Linked DNA regions of Oryctolagus cuniculus: regions 2 and 3 are each linked to region 1. A link is a contact called in public Micro-C data. All regions are on one chromosome and are shown on one strand. Each heading gives the region's core, a stretch centred on a gene start, on an enhancer-like site or on the middle of the called end of the contact. The rest is flanking DNA. Distances are from core to core; before and after follow the strand shown.

The links. Hi-C and Micro-C count contacts between places; a contact is called where the count stands out from the background.
Region 2: a Micro-C map of ear pinna shows a contact between it and region 1, with 10 times the contacts expected there. The contact joins the promoter of RBKS here to the promoter of FOSL2 in region 1. A contact is called at or near these places in 3 of 6 Hi-C or Micro-C datasets (ear pinna, psoas muscle and an unstated tissue).
Region 3: a contact with region 1 is called in a Micro-C map of ear pinna, with 6 times the contacts expected there. The contact joins the enhancer-like site here to the promoter of FOSL2 in region 1. A contact is called at or near these places in 3 of 6 Hi-C or Micro-C datasets (ear pinna, psoas muscle and an unstated tissue).

The regions. Positions count from the first base shown.
Region 1 is chr2:174,544,158-174,547,315 of mOryCun1.1, reverse strand. It overlaps FOSL2 (FOS like 2, AP-1 transcription factor subunit), which reads left to right and starts at 1,489. Exons shown (of 4, transcript XM_051843056.2): 1 at 1,489-1,635. The coding sequence starts at 1,504.
Region 2 is chr2:175,091,566-175,094,641 of mOryCun1.1, reverse strand. It overlaps RBKS (ribokinase), which reads right to left and starts at 1,714. Exons shown (of 8, transcript XM_002709946.5): 1 at 1,537-1,714. The coding sequence starts at 1,625. BABAM2 (BRISC and BRCA1 A complex member 2) reads left to right here and starts at 1,978. Exons shown (of 12, transcript XM_002709945.5): 1 at 1,978-2,120.
Region 3 is chr2:175,285,195-175,288,136 of mOryCun1.1, reverse strand. No RefSeq gene overlaps it. Among named protein-coding and RNA genes, the nearest start is that of SUPT7L, 58 kb to the left of the region's middle. Within about 2 kb of position 1,251, at least 4 of the 8 cell types and tissues checked have an H3K27ac peak or open chromatin away from gene starts, as enhancers often do. A contact at or near this core is called in ear pinna, where this site is marked.

The DNA.
Region 1 (3,158 bases), core at 240-2,739:
CAGCACCATGGGCTACCCTGAGCCACAGTGGACCTCTTTCCTTTGTAAATGATGGGCTCTCAGCTGTCTTAGCTGGCTAAGGAAGTCACCCTTGGTCATTCAGTTCCTTCCCCCCACCCCATCTGTGCCTGTAGCATCAATGGCTCAGTACATCCATTCATGCAGTTTAAAGGGGAGTCTAACCTGTTGTTTCCACTGTTCTGAAATGCCACGCGCGGTCAGACACTTCCAGGACTTGGCAGCACCTGTGCTGGTTACTGCCCCAATGGGTGAGTGCCCCTCCCCCACCAGATGTACTGTGGGCCCTGAGAGCCCAATCTCAGGGGCTGGCATTGATCAGGACCCACCCTCTGCCCAGAGATGGGGCAGGTGATAGGGGGAGCTGGGTCTGCATTCTCCCCCCACACACACACCGACCCCCTCCCCGCCTTTCCAGAACATTCTCTGCCCTCATCCCAGCACTCACTAGGCTACAACAGCACCGGACTGTTTCTTAGGCTCCAGGAGCGTCCAGCCCCCATGTTGCTCTCACAGCCCTGCCCACACCTTTCTAAGGAGCATCCCCCTTGAGGCCTCCGGTCTGTTTGCTGGTGGACCCCTAACACAGCCATAGTTCCTTGGGCAAACAGAAACACTTGCATGTTAAATCGCGCTCAATGGTGCGGAGCTGCATTCGTGCCTGGCAACTTCGTTCAGGCACAATGCAGAGCGGATGGCTTCTCATTCCCAGTGGAGTTTGCTCCTAACTTTTCAAGGCTGAAAGTGTGGGAACCGGCAGAGCCCTGGAGTTAAGGTCAAGGGAGATGGCTTCGAGTCCAGGCTCCAGCAACCACGGGCTGGGAAACCTCGGAGAGGCTGTGGCTCAGTCCAGGCCCCGGTGGCTGCTGGCCACACCCCTGCCCTGTGCTCTGTGCAAGGACAAGTGAGGCCAGGTATGTGTGAGGGCTTCACACATGGCCAGTGCTCACGTGTGTGCGACAGTGCAGCCCAGGCGAGCAGCCATTCTTGGATTCCAGTCCTCTCCCGAGATGGCCATTGGGCAAGATGGATGACCCAGCAAACTGGCAAAGGCGGGGCAGAGACCCAGAGGGCGGTGAATGAAAAGGCAGCCTCATCCCACCCCCACTTTTCTCTGCACCCAAGCCCACACCTTCTCCTTCTCTGTCTGGGGTGGCCTTTCCCCTAAGCTGGGTGATGGTGCTGAAGTTACAGACTTTCAGAGAGTGGGATACAGCAGCACCAGACCAAGCTCGTGCTGCCACTCCTGCCTCAGGGGATGTCAGGTGAAGAAACCCCGCGGGCACTCCCAACAGGTCTCTAACCCACCCAGTGATCCCCTCACCCCAGCCCGCGCCGCGAGTTCATGTTTCGTCTGCAGCCTGGAGCTGAGGCTTCCAGGAGACATACAGGCACTCAGCGTGGCCCCGTCTGGTTGGGCGCACAATAAAGGGTCCCCTCCCTTCCGGCGAGCCACAGGGCCTTTTCTAACTGGGTGACCCGGGAATGGTTTTCACGGATGGGACACGGAACTGGGCTTGGGCGCAGTGGGGGCCAGGGCACCGCCGGCTCCGGGGAGTTCAGCAGCAGCAGCGCCAGGGCGCAGGTCTGGGCGTCCGGCGCTGGGAGAACGGAAAGGTGAGGGCGCACCGCGGCACACAGGCCTCCGGGCGGGCAGAGGGAGCCCGCACGAGTGCTGGAGCAGGGGGAGGCCGGGATCAAAGCGCTCGGAGGCAGGCCAGGGCGCACCGAGGGGAGGCTTGCGACTTGCATCAGCACAGATTCCGTGATGCTCTGCAGACGTCTGGGGGCTGCGGGGCTTTACGGGAACCCACAAGAAAGGAAAGGAGCGGGGGAGCTGACGGGGCGGGGGCGGCGCAGGGCGCAAGGGTGCACTCGCCTGCCAGTGCGCTCCGGCGGCGCCTGCCCGGGGCTGGGCGCGCCCGGGACGGCAGAGGCCGCGGAGGAAGCTCCCGCTCCCCTCGCCCCGCCCCCGCCCCCCGCGTTACTGGAAGGACTGTGTGGGAGAGACCCAGAAGCACCCGGATTTTCGAGCGCAGGGTTGGGGGGAGGGCCGGGCAGCAGCCGTGGCCCAAAGGAAAACCAAAAGTGCTTCTGTTCGCGCCGCGCCGACATGCGGTTGCCCAGGGTGGGGGGCGGGCGGCCCGGCCGCGCCCCCTCCTCGCAGGCCCCCAGGACCTGGCTCTGGCGCGGGAAGGGGACTGAGAGGCGGCTGCGAAAGTGTCACGATTTCTTCTGCGCTCTGCTCCCGTCCCCACCCCCAGTTTTCTGGGTTTTGCCGCTGCCGCTGGGGAAGGGCTGATCCGTTTTGCGTCAAAGGACGGCATTTACTCAGTCCTGCTGGGAGAGGCGCGTAAACACCCCGGCAGGCCAGGACGCAGGGATAAAAAAAAAAAAAAAAAAAAAGCAAGCACCCACGGCCGGGGTGCATATCCGCCCGCCCCACACCCCTCTCCGGGACCCGCGGGCTCGGGAACTGAGCCGGGCGCGAGGCTTCAGGCCCGCCTCGCCTCGCCGCGCGCGCGTGTCCTTGGGGATGGAGCTCGGGACAAAATGTGTCTTATAGCTGTAAACAATGACCCCGAGTATTGTTCGGGATTACCGTATCTTGGGGCCCTTGGGGCGGCCAGATGCCGCCAGCCGTCCCGGAAACGCTGGCGCTTTATATAGAGAGCCCCGGGGAAGCTTGGCGTAACCGGCTCTGTTTTTCTCGCCCACTCCCACTTTACAGAAGAGGAGGACGCAGAGGACTGGAGCTGTGCTGTTGTCGGTACAGGGCGCTTCCCAGCAGGCAAGGGCCGTGGCCTCTCTGCCCGCCTCTGGGCCGCCACTCCCAGCCCACAGGGGACCCTCGGTATAATCCCATTTGGTTCTGATGAAGACCCCGGGGGTTGCAGATGGCGCTGACTTGTGAGTTGGGTAAACCGAGGTAAAGGTGGATTTCCTAGGCCGGAATCTCAGGTTCTTGGCTAACGCGGTGCTCCTCCGGGGACGCCGCATGGTCTCTGCAGAAAGCTGTGCGCTCCCCAGCACCCCAGGGCTCGGGGTGGGAGGGTCATCAGCCCCAAGCCCTTCCTTTTACAGGGGGAAACTGAGGCCCACAGAGGTTAAGGCCTCGCCCAGGACCTCACAGCTTGTAA
Region 2 (3,076 bases), core at 465-2,964, 550 kb before region 1:
GTAGACCATGGACAGCCTAAAAAACCTAAAATACTAAGCAGCCCTTTGGAGATAGGTTTGCTGATTCTAGCTCTAAAAACAGCCCTACAGGCCTCTTCCCCAAATGTCCACAGTCAGACTGAACTTCATGCTGTTGCTAAAGGAAGTGTACCTGCCTTGGTGCTGTGTCTCACAGGGTAGCAGCTCAAATAATATTTGTGGCAAACTAAAGGGGACTGGTACTTGAGACTGTTTTGTTGCTCATCATCACACTCTCCAGTTCACTCTCAGACTGCTGTCAACCCCTATGCTGATCCCAGCAGTCTCTCTTCCTTTCTAATCTTGGTTAGGAAAGTTGGTAACACAGCTTATGAACGTTTTGAAGCAAGGGAACCGGAACCTGCTTATATGAAGTTCCTACAACTGTTTTCTGGGCAGAAACAGGTGGGTGTTGCAGGGCTTTGGGGGATTTATTTTGGTTCCCTGTCTCCCCACCATGTATCCCTAAGTTCTCTTCTAACCTTTGGCAAAGCAGTTTCCAGAGAGAAGAGCTCTTACTGTAGTATACCTCATAATTTATTACTATCATTTTTAAAAATTTATTTGAAAAGCTGAGTGAGAGTATTTTTCCATCTGATCGTTCACTCCCCAAACGGCCACAACAGCCCACAGCACTGGGCCACGCTGACTGAAGCCAGATGCCAGGGACTCCAGGTGGCAGGGCCGTGTGGTTTGGCCATCGTCCTCTGTCTTACTGGGTGCAACAGCAGGAAGCTGGACGCTCATGTGGGATGCTGGCTTAATGGGCTGTGACACACCACTGGCCTCCACTTATTTACAATTAAAATGGCAGTAGAGATGAAAAGCTATTCACCAACGTATCAAAGTGATAACTACTGGAATGGTGGGATTTTCTTGGACTGTCTTTTCCCCCTACCATCTTGCCGCCTATCTGACCTAACTCAACTATTTTCATTTAGCATTATGTTCTATCACTCTTTGATCGGAGCTTTCCGAAGGTTATGAAAATCGTGTTGATGGGTTTTTATCTGGACTCACAGGGCTTGCTATTAGGTAAGCCACCGTTGCCGTAATACTGAAAAATAGGGCGTCCATATAACACAAGGCAGGAATGCCAACAATCAATATGGGGACAGAGGTGAGCGGTCATCTTTCCGACCCTTGTTCCACTATTTTACACATGCTCGGACCACTGATACCCAAACCGGGACAATCACCCCTCCAGCCCCACAACCCTGCAAAGTAGGGCATGTCCTCCGAATGAGCCGGGGACGGTGAGGGGAGAGGCCCGGCAGCCTGGCCGAGGCCACAGGAGCGGGTCTTGGGGGGTGCTTCCAGAAACATCAGCTGTTTCTCTAGACTCGCCTCCACGTCCCCTTCCCTCCCATTCACCTTTACAAACTCAGGCTGTCAAAGAGGCAGGCGGCAGGCCAGCTCATCACCCAAGCTACCAGTCTCCCCCCGGATCGGCGGTGCTCAGGGCACTACCGCCCCCTCCCCCGAGCCGCAGACCCTGGGCGCCAGCCCCGCACTAACCTGACCAGGTCGGTCATGCAGGAGCCCACCACTACCACCGCGGCCGCCTCCTCCTGGCACTGACTCCCGGGCTCCCCAGACGCCGCCATTGCTAAGAGGTGCAGGCGGGACGCTGACCTTTACCCTTTGCCCGACCCCGTAACCCGAGACGCCGCTCCTGCCCCGCTTCCCCCCGCACGCGGGCCTCGCCGCCGCCTACGCGGGTCGCCCACCCGAATGCCCGACATATCCCCGTCCGCTATTTGCCCCGCGTCTTCCCAGGAAGCGCCTTCCTCCTCTGCTCCCCGACACGGCGCCCTCCAGATCGCCGCGATACACTGAGCCGCTCGCCACTCGAGGAGCAGGCCTTCGAGGCGGAACTTTCAGGCGCTCCCGGGACGCCTTCCCGAGCGCACGGACAGGCGCCGCGCGGGCACGCGCACGCCTCCCGGCTTCTGGGCCGCAGAGGGGGCGGGGCGGGACGTCGTGGGGGCGCGCACGCATCCGGCCCGCGGTGCGCGCGCAGGTTGGTGCGTCGGTCGGGGGCGCGCTCGGGTAACCTGTACCCCGCGTAGTCGCCGGTTACCCATCGGACTAAGTTCCAGGTACCTGGACTGGGGCTGGTGCGGGGAGGTTGGATCCCGAGTCGCACAGGTGGCGCTGAGAGTCGTGGTTTGAATATGGCTAGCGGGCTCGCCCCCTTTTCCTGTTGAGAAGGCCCGCTTCCAAAGACGCCCGCTCGCCCCTGTCGTGCCGGCCCCCTCACGAACGAGCCCCCACGGCCAGAGCCTGCCTTCCCTTCCTTCATACCTAGTCAGCTCCCCGGCCCTGACTAAGCCCGCGGGGTTAATTCCTCCTCCCGGCTCGCTGAGGGGATCGCACACTTTGGGAGACAGAAAGTGTCCCCTTCTAGATGCCCCCTAGAAAGGGGTGGGCGTTCTGTGGGTCTGAGGTGGCAAGAGGCCCCTGAGTGTTGCCCCCTGGAAAAATCGCTTCCCCCGTGTAACTTCCCGCGTGCGCCGTATGTCGTTGACGTGACGCAGCAGGACGCCACCCCTTTCCGTTCCATGACGTCAGCGGGGCACATGTTTCCGTGTTTGTCATCCCATTCTTAATTGCGAGAACCTGGACTGGGCTTTAGACGTCTTTGTATTCCCCGAGCCGCCCATCAGGTGACCTTATGTGATCTTTGGGGCAGCAGACACTTGTAAAAAATTGCATTTTTTCGTTTTCCTTCAGCAGCCCCTCACAGTCAGGAAATAAAAACCGGAGAACTAGCGTTCCAGGGAGCCTGGCCCCGAATATTTTTGCCAGTCTGGCATCTAGTGTAGTGCTGCCATTTAAAAAAATTAAGGGTGACCCTCCCCTCATCCGCATGTCCCCGGCTCAGCGCAACAAAAGACCATCATATTTTGGCTTTTCGGCGACCTCCGATTTTGGAGTCAGTGTAGTTTTAACAAAGTCTTTCTGAAAGAAGGCCTATTTCCTCGTAGTTGAAACATTTTAATGCTGCATGAAATCTTGCACTGCCAAAAAGTAATACGATGGCCGTTCTGGAAAT
Region 3 (2,942 bases), core at 2-2,501, 740 kb before region 1:
TAGAAGCACATGGAGTCGGGAGGCAGGTCCTAACCTAGCTACCTGCCTTATCCCATCAGGGCTGCCTCCCAGGGTTTGCACTAGCAGGAAGCTGGAATTGGGAGCAGAGCTGAGCCTCAGACCTAGGTATTGTGATGCGGGATGGAGGTGTCTTGACCATAGACCAAATGCCTGCCTCTGACTTTTCTGAAGTGTGCACAGTATCCTTCGTGTTGTGAGACCGGCCTTCAGAGGATGAGGATGAAGGTGCTTAATTTTAGTAGCTGCACATGAATGCATACGAGCATACATGTAATGTATGTTAATGTATTATGTGTATACACATATGCACTATTGCTTAGAATGGGTCCAATTTTTGAAGTGAGTTTATTTAAGAAAAACATTCAGCAAATAATAGGCCAGTAGTATGCAACAAAGCAAAAAGCATGAAACAGGTGTAGCAATAACAAGTTTAAGGAACTGTGGTGAGGTGGGAAGATCTACCAAAGCTAATTAGTCACAAAACTAATTTCAAGTGTGTCACATTTAAGTCATGTAACTGATTAGGCTGCTGGCCTTAAATGAGGCTGTTTCCTCATCAGTGAAGTTGGAAAGGAATGTCTGCCCTCCTTAGCTCAATCAGAATATGTGAGAGCTTGTTGAAGCCTGGAAGGCACTGTGCCCACCTCTGCTGGTGCTGGTATCCCATTCCCTCTGCCCGGGACCTCCTCTTTACTGCCTTAGGGAATGCCTGTATATCCCAGTTGCCCAAGGACTGAGTCCAGTTCATCTTGCTGTCCACACCTGGGTTTGCCCAGAGGAGGGCTGGAGAATCCCTGGGATCAGTCTGGGAACAAGTCCCAACTCATGTCACTGTTTGCTTTGTCATCCTGATCCAATGACCTCATACGAGGAAGGGAGGGAGCAGGAGGAGTTGCTCTCGTCCAGATACCTAAGGAGGCTTCTGACGTCTACTGTTTTCCTTGGCTTGAGCAGGGCAGGCAGTAGGCTGTGATTTTTAAGGTCTGAGCTCATCTTGGAGTTGGAGAACAGCACCTCCCACAGCTGAGCAGACTGCTCCTTGGGGAGCTGCCTTGAACAAAGGGGTGGAGGGGGCTGGACTGGGCATCAGAACCCAGCGCTGCTTCCTGGAGGGGCTCCGGAACACAGGCCCTACCCCCGAGTCTCACCAGTCCCAGTGCTGCTGCCTGTGTGAACGCTAAGAAAGGGGGTGTTGCTTAGACGGGAGAAAGAGCCTAAGGCTAGGACAGCTCCTAAACTGGTCCTTCCCTGGTCCCCAGGGCTCAGCCAGCTGGGAGTGACAGAGCCTCCAGGGACCCCAGGTCCAAATTGTTTAACTCCAGGATTCCTTTTGTCATCCTTATCCCACCCCTGCCACCACCCTGGACTTAATTAAGGCTTAACTAAATTATCTTGTTGGCCAAAACAAATTGAATTTATTCATTATTCATTTCCAAGTTTTCGGTAATCAGATTTCCATGGCTGCAATAAGTGCTTACGATCAACACAAGATAAAAAACTAACATTGCTACACTGCCTTAGTATCCAGTCAGAACAAAAGCAAAGAAATTCAACATTTTAGCTACCCTGCTATATCCTGGTTAGGCTTTCCAAAATGTAAAAAGTAGCTGGCAGAATGCCTGGGGAGTCAGTTCAAGGTGTTAGAGGTGGTGACGGAACAGCAGGGTTTTAAAGGATAAGTTTGTGCAAAAGGGGAATTAAAGTATTTTGGTGCAAAAGTTTGAGATCTATTTGTAGTTTCTACATAATATGTATTTTCCTTGAACTTCCTGAAGTCCTTTCAAGTGAGTTCACAGGCAGTGAGCGGTACACTGTAGGCAGAGGACCAGAAGGAGCCAGGTGCTAGTCCTGACACCTCCATCCCAAGGCTGTGGATCAGGCTGTGGCTTGAAGCCACTGGCTGGGAGCCAGGGTATGGAATGTAGCTTATGAAGGCGGGGATGAGAATTGGAACTCTGTGGCTGAGTATCCCAGGCTTTTCACATTACAGTCCCAGAGGAATGGAGGCAGAAAATCCCACTGGAGTCCCTTTGGTTCCCAAGAGCAGGAGGGGAAAAGAACTCAGCAAAGGATAAGCCAGAGCCCTGCCGCAGAGCTGGCCTGAGACATGTCTCCCACCCTGGCTGCCCCACCCCTTAGCTGCAAGAGCAAAGCATTTATTTTCTATGATTTTTAAAAATTGGCTCATCTCGTAAATGTTCCAGAGTCAGAACAGGCTGTGCCATGGCTGAAACAAACCTGCTGAACAAATAAACAAGGCAGGCTGCAGGGGCAGGGAGAGCGCGGGCACGCGGCCCCAGCCAGTCCACGGCTGCCGCAGTCTCCCCCGAATCTTCCTAACAGGGAGGGGTGGGATTTTGGGGTCCCTTCCAGCTCTGTGATCTAAGAAGTTCACACAGAGGGGAAGACGTCGGGGTCGCCTGCGTGGAAGCCTGCTTTTCCACTGCATAGTGATGCTAAGAGCCGGGAGGGGCAGCAGACATCGCAGGCAGACCCTGAAGCCAGAGCTCAGCCATTTGCTTGCTCATCAGACGCTGAGTGTCGATCTGCCCCTTTCCTGAAGGAGCATTCAGGTGGTCTAGCAGAGAAGAGAATGTCACAGTTCCTTGCATTCTCCAAGCTCTTGCCTACCCCAGGGCCTTTGTTCCTGCTCTTCTTACCACCCAGATTGCCAATCCCCTTCCTCTTTGTTCTTTAGGCTCAGTGTAAATGTCATTTCCCTAGGAAGGATTTCCATAGGGTCCTCCAGACCTCGCATGTCTCCCACCACACTGCATCACCCTCACAGAATTTACAGCCGCTTGGAATGGCGTTTCTGCCAGGGTCGTTAGTCGTGCCTTCCCCATCTTTCTGACCAGAGTATAAATTCAATGGGAGTACGAATTCTTTTGTACTTACCACTTCTGGGGCATTTGCAGCAT